Regions from separate parts of the Oryctolagus cuniculus genome. Here region 2 is linked to region 1. Evidence: chromatin contacts called from public Micro-C data. All regions are on one chromosome and are shown on one strand. Each heading gives the region's core, a stretch centred on a gene start, on an enhancer-like site or on the middle of the called end of the contact. The rest is flanking DNA. Distances are from core to core; before and after follow the strand shown.

Region 1 (2,980 bases), core at 86-2,585:
TTTACCCTGCGTGGGAGCCGGAGCCAGGGTCACCCAGGGGCCAGGCGGGCGCGGGTCCCCCTGCCCCGGGGCGCCCCGCTCACCGCAGGGGACGTCAGCTCCACGAAGCCCTCTTCCGCTCTCCACTCGGCGGCCACCAAGCTGCCCCTGCCGGGCGGCGGGGACTCGTGGGTCTCGGGCCGCCCGCGAGTGCCCGCGCGCCCTCCCGCCCGCCGCCCGCCCCGGGCGCGCCCGCCCCCTCACACGCGCTCCACGCGCTCCTCGGCCAGCAGTCCCCACAGCTCCTCGCGACACCGGCGCAGGCGCTTGGCCTGGGCCGCCGAGCCGTCGGGGACGAAGTCCTTGGGGCCATGCGACCGCTGGGGCAGCTTCTGGGGCCGCGAGCGGGCGGCGAGCAGTTCCCGGGCGCTGGGGGAGCAGAGGACGCGCCGTCAGCGCCGCGCGGCCGGGGCCCGCGTGCCCCTAGCCGCGCCCGCCCCGCAGCCTGCCCGCCCCACGGCGAACCTCAGCACGCGCCCCGCGGGCACCTCCACGGTCGCGGGCTCCGGCTCCGGCTCCGGCTCCATGCAGCCGCCGAGTGCGCCTGCGCGCGCCCCGCCCCGCGCCGGCACTCCGCGCGGCCCTAGCGCCCGCGGATTCCCCCGCGCCGCCTCCCAGGACCCGCCGGACTCCCGGCTGTGCTGGGTCCTAGCGCCGGCCCGACCCCACGTGCCGGGACTCCCTGGGCTAGGGAGTTGAGCTTGCAGGTTTCTGGGCGCGCAGGACCCCTCGGAGCTCCCTTCGAGTGACACCTGAGCGATGGGCGTCCGGAAGAGCTGCGTGGCTAGTCACACGTGGGACCCTCCCCTCCGCGGCCCTGCGCTGCTCTGGGCAAGTAGGGGAGGGGGCTCCAGGGACCGAGCGCTTTGCAAACCAAGGGTGGTCTGGGGCGGTCCGGGGAGGTTCGGGGTTCTTGCTGGCTCTTGGGCCCCTTTCAGGGGAGCGCTGAGGCCCGTTCCCGCGGGTGGGGGGCGCTGTCCGGCCCACGATGGTGCTGAAGCGCCGCCCCAGTCCTCCTGCGGCACCTCCTCAAGGGTGGGGTCCCCGCGGCCGCCCCGTGGGCCGCGCCGGCACCGTCCGCTAGGTGGCACCATTGCTCCGGCCAGCGGCTGTGGGTCCCCGACTCCGCGCGCGGAGGTCGCCGCGGGAGCCCCCGCGAGGGGCGAGGGGCGTGGAGGAACAGGACTCCCCAAGGAGGGTCCTGCGACCTCGCCGGCCACACCCCGGGCAGCTCCTCCTGGAGTCTGGATCCTACAGCCCCGTGTCGCCCCGGCTGCACAGCCCAGACGCAGCGGCGCGAAGGCTCGCCCCCAGTCCCCCCGCTGCGGTTCACCTGCGCGCATGCGCCGATCCAGCCGGCGCCCCGGGTCCGGACTGGCGCGACGGGGGCGGGGCCGGCGCGCTGGGGGCGGGGCCGCGGGCGCTGACTGACAGCCCGACTGCGCGGCCGGGACGGTCCCTCCGCTCCCGATCCGGCGGGAGGGGGGAGGGGCGGGATTTCCTGCGGGAGGCGCTGAGCCGGCCGTGGCAAAGGAGGAGAAAGGGGGCAGGGGCGCCGCGGGAGCCAGCGTCCCGAGTGCCAGGGGCCGAGCGGGGCCAGCCGGACCCCCGGCGGGGCGGCGGGGGAGAGGTGAGCCTGCGGGACGGGGCTGGGGTCGGCACCCTCGGGGGCGGGCACTAACTAACTTTTCGTGCGGGAGCGGCGGGCGCCCGTGCTCTGCGCGCCCCCCGCGCGCCCCCTCTTTTCCGTCCTCCCGCATCTGCCTCCCGGTGCCTCCCGCCGCTTTGTTCCCGGGGCAGGGCCGGGCTCGGCCGGGGGCTGCGGCGCTGGAGGGGCATTCCGGGGGGCGGGGGAGCCGGCCGGACCCTGGGCACTGCCCGCCGCGCCTTCCCCGCCCTGGCGCGGGCCGCGGGCCCCGAGGCGGGTGCCCTGGGCTTGGGCTCGGCGCGCGTGGGGAGTGAGGGGCTCCCGGCCGGGGCCCCCAGGCCTTCGCGGGTCTCCTGCCGCAAGTCTCTGGCAGCAAACTCGCCGCCACTGAGGAACTGACGTAAGCCTTTCTGCGGAGAAGCCGAGGGTCCGGGCGTCGGGTTCAGGCTGGGGGGTGGGCGCGGGAGCCCCAGGGGCCGGCGGCGCCCGGCTCCGTGTCTGTCCCCAGTCCCAGCTGCTCCCCAGCCCCACACGGGGGTGAGGCTGGGCCAGCAACAGGTGCTGGGAGGCTTCTCAGCCCAGCGTGTAAACCTGCCCCCGGAAATGGGGGAGCCGTAGGGGCCCCCTCCACCCCCTGGGGCTGGACGCCCTGCTGGGAAGGTGAGCCCAGGTAGGGGGGAAGCTGGGGGCAGGCGCGGCTCCCGGGAGTGACCCCTGCCCAGCCCCACCCCCTGGACCAACAGTTGTTTGTGGGTGCTGGTGCCGCGGGCTGCTGGCGTGGCCTGCCCGTGTGTGTCGTGCTGCCAAGGCCCCTCCTGCCCAAGGTTGAGGTGCTGCCAGGTGCCCCAGGGCCACGGTGACTCAGCCTCCCCCTCCCAAATGCCACCTCCCCCCTACACACACTGGGCGGGCATGGCGGCTCCCTTTCCTCTTGGTGTGGCTCGGCCCCTCCTTTCCCGCCGAGGGGCTGCCAGGGTGGGGTTTATATTTTTGCGGGGGGTGGGGTGGGGGGGAGTTCCCCGGCAGTCCTGTCCAGTCTGGCTCAGTCTCTGCCCCGAATCCGGGACCCTTGCAGGCTCCGGCCCGGCTGTCGGCAGAGGCTCCGCACCATTTCCCGACCCCGAGACGGGCCACCGCTGCAGCCTGAGGCCCGAGGGAATGCGCTCCAGGTGGGCACTGGTGCTCCCAAGCCAAGCCGGGAAGATTGGCGCGCCCAGTCCCAGCCCTTCCTGGGGCCGTCGGAAGCTGCAAGCTGATATCTGTCCAGATTCCCACAAAGCCTCCACCCCCTCG
Region 2 (2,953 bases), core at 174-2,673, 180 kb after region 1:
ACCCCAGAGACCCCCGCTCAGACCCCTGGAGCCAGCAAGTCTCAGACACAGGAGAGCCAGTGGAGGAAGTGCTGTTAGGCTGCTGTTCTTGAGCTGCGGCAGGTGGGACTGTGGGCCTGCGTTAGGTTGCAGAAGGAGAGTATTTGTGTTTTTCTTGCTCCTGACATTAGGTCATGGCTCTCACCTTTTGTGTCCCCTCACCTGTCCAGGTGAGCAGCAGGGCAGTGTGCAAAAGCTGGGACACACTGTTCCTTGTCCCGTTCGCAGCAGGCCGGCCCCCAGCACCATCCCCACCCGGGGGGGGGGGGGGGGGGCGCTGGGAAGACAGAGGCTGGAGCCCCTCTAAGCTCTCCGTGTCAGCTCTCCGTCCCTTGTCGTTTGGGCTCGTGGGCTTTTCCTCCCCAGGACACGGACGAGGCTGCTGCTTTCCCTCCCTGGGAGTGCTGGTGGCCTTGGGCCTCTGTGACCCTTCAGTGGCATCTCCCCAGACTGTGGTGTGGAAACAGACTCAGCCTGCGGGTCCCGGAGGCCTGGAGGCCGCTGCTCCTGTGGACAGAGCATGTTCACGCCTCTCCTGGCTCCCGTCCGACTGCTCCCGCCCTCCCTCCCGCGTTGCTGATCAAAGGAACACCTGGCGTCCACACCTGGACCGTCTGATTGTTTTATTTTGGAGTTGGTGTATATCATGAAGCCTTGCTGAACTAAGTTTTGTGTGTATATATTTAAAAACAAATCCGTGTTTAACTAAAAAGACCTATGTACGTAATCCTGTAACTCTGCGGGTGGCACTTGGTAGGTAGTGATTAACTGTGAATAATAAACGTACAATGAATTCTTCATTCTGCTTCTTTTTGCTCCCCCTTGCTTCATTTTATGTAAAAATTTGGAAACTGCGTAAGGTGTAAGGTCAGGCAGTCGGGGCCTCTCGGGAGTGATGCCAGCCCTGTCACTGTGGCGTGGTGGGTTGAGCCTCCACCTGCCACGCCGGCATCCCAACTGGGCTGCTCCAGTTCTATCCAGCTCCCTGCTGATGGCCCAGGAAGCAGTGGAAGATGGCCCAAGTGCTTGGGCCCCTGCACCCGTGTAGCAGACCCAGAAAAAGCTCCTGGCTCCTGGCTTCGGATTGGCCCATCTCCTGCCGTTGCAGCCATTTGGGGAGTGAACGCGCAGATGGAAGACCTCTCGCTGTCCTCTGTAACTCTGCCTTTTCAAGTAAATAAATCTTTAAAAAAAAGATTTTGGGAAAGCTAGTTAACAGTGCAGACTCAGGACAGTTTGGTTGAGGTGCAGGGAGGAGTCCTTGGTGCTGCTGGTGTGGACAAGCCGCAGGCCACCCTCAAGAAGCCGGCGTAGAGCGACAGAGAGCTCGGCTGTTGGTTCTGCACTTCCTCTCTGTTGAAGGAGAGGACGGACACCTGGGAGGAAGGGGCTCCCAGCAGCTCGGCCTGAGACGTGCCTCCCCGCAGGCTGCTCAGGGTGAGGCCTGTTGGACCACACGAAGCTCTGCCTACAGTAGACCAGACAGACATGAAAAAGAAATCCAAGGAATTTCTGCAAGTGTTCTCATCTAGTTTGGGTTTTTTGTTCGTTCTTGTTTTTTTGTTGTTGTTGTTTTGTTTTTAAGCTATTTGAGAGGCAAAGAGCTTCCATCTGCTTGTCCACTCCCCGAATGCCCCAACAGCCAGGGCTGGCCAGGCCAAGGGCAGCAAGCGGAAACTCCCTGGCGGGTCTCCCGTGGGAGGAACAGGAACTTGCCCTGGAGCCATCGTCTGCTTTCCGGGTTGTGCATCAGGAAGCTGGAGTGGCGGCTGAGCGGCTGCGACTGGAACCAGCACCTCCAAGGAGGAGTGGGGCTGCTCCTGCACCACCACGCCGCCCGCCTCTGGTTCCTGAGCGAACCTCAGGCGCCACCCAGATGGCTCCGCTGCTGGGCGCTAGAGCCACTGCCCCCCCTGCCCTACAGAAACGTCTGAGGAAGCTGCCAGCCCCTCGGCCCTCTGGGCTGCCGTGAAGCTGAGAGGAGGTCCCCCCATTAAGTGACAACACGGTGTTGTCACTGCGCTGTATCTTGAGACCTCTTGCTCGGTCTCTCCCTGTCGAGTGCGTTAGGTGAACAGGGAAATTGTCATTTGGTCGCAGAGTTCTTGGGGACTGGATGCCCTCCTCATGGATCCGTAATTCCTGGGAAGGAACCTGGAGTCTCCCACATCCCCCAGCATTCCCCTGGCTGCATGTTGAGCCTTGGAATAGCTCCGTGGGGGGGGGGGGGGGGGCAGGTGGCCTGGGGTCGCTCTTACTGAGCTCACTCTAGGGAGGCCCTGCTGGTCGCTGGCGCTCTGACTTGGCAAACTGGGAGCCTGCAGCAGGCTTATCTTCAGACACTCGTGGAGGAGCTGGCACGAGGGCTGCTCGTGTGGCCTTTTAGACAAAGGGCCTGGGCACAGATGGTCTGCTGCCTTTGCCACTCATTCCCCTCGACCTGCTTACGGGTAGGTGCTGAGGCCAAGCCGCTGTGCTTGGTCGAAGTCCCTGAGTAACCAGGGACGGTGGAAGTGGAGTGGAAATACTGCACCTTGAGACGGAGCCCCCGTTCTCTGTCCTGTTTGGCCCTCAAGAAGAGAGGGATGCTTGGGGACATCTGTGTGTTGCTTTGGAAGCTTCTTAAACTTTGTCCCCTTGGTTCCAGGCCAAGCACCGCAGCCACCAGCCCCGAGGCAGATGAGCAGTGTGCTCACCGCCCAGGCAGCTGGTGTCAGTCCTGCCCGGTCACCGTGATTAGGGCATTGATCGCTGTCCAGAGTGCAATGCTGGGGCCAGCGCTGTGGCGTAGTAGGTTAAGCATCCACCTGCGGTGCTGGCATTGCATATGGGCACCGGTTCAAGTCCCGGCTGCTCCACTTCCAATCCAGCTCTCTGCTATGGCCTGGGAAAGCAGCGAAAGATGGCCCAAGTC

The links. A called contact is a pair of places that touch in the nucleus more often than the background predicts.
Region 2: a Micro-C map of ear pinna shows a contact between it and region 1, with 2.7 times the contacts expected there. The contact joins the enhancer-like site here to the promoter of TSEN54 in region 1. A contact is called at or near these places in 3 of 6 Hi-C or Micro-C datasets (ear pinna, psoas muscle and an unstated tissue).

The regions. Positions count from the first base shown.
Region 1 is chr17:5,058,366-5,061,345 of mOryCun1.1, forward strand. TSEN54 (tRNA splicing endonuclease subunit 54) reads right to left here and starts at 1,336. Exons shown (of 11, transcript XM_070060323.1): 1 at 505-1,336; 2 at 244-408; 3 at 84-147; 4 at 1-6. The coding sequence starts at 566. CASKIN2 (CASK interacting protein 2) reads left to right here and starts at 1,463. Exons shown (of 18, transcript XM_070060317.1): 1 at 1,463-1,669; 2 at 2,763-2,980.
Region 2 is chr17:5,233,823-5,236,775 of mOryCun1.1, forward strand. No RefSeq gene overlaps it. Among named protein-coding and RNA genes, the nearest start is that of MIF4GD, 22 kb to the right of the region's middle. Within about 2 kb of position 1,424, at least 1 of the 8 cell types and tissues checked has an H3K27ac peak or open chromatin away from gene starts, as enhancers often do. A contact at or near this core is called in ear pinna, where this site is marked.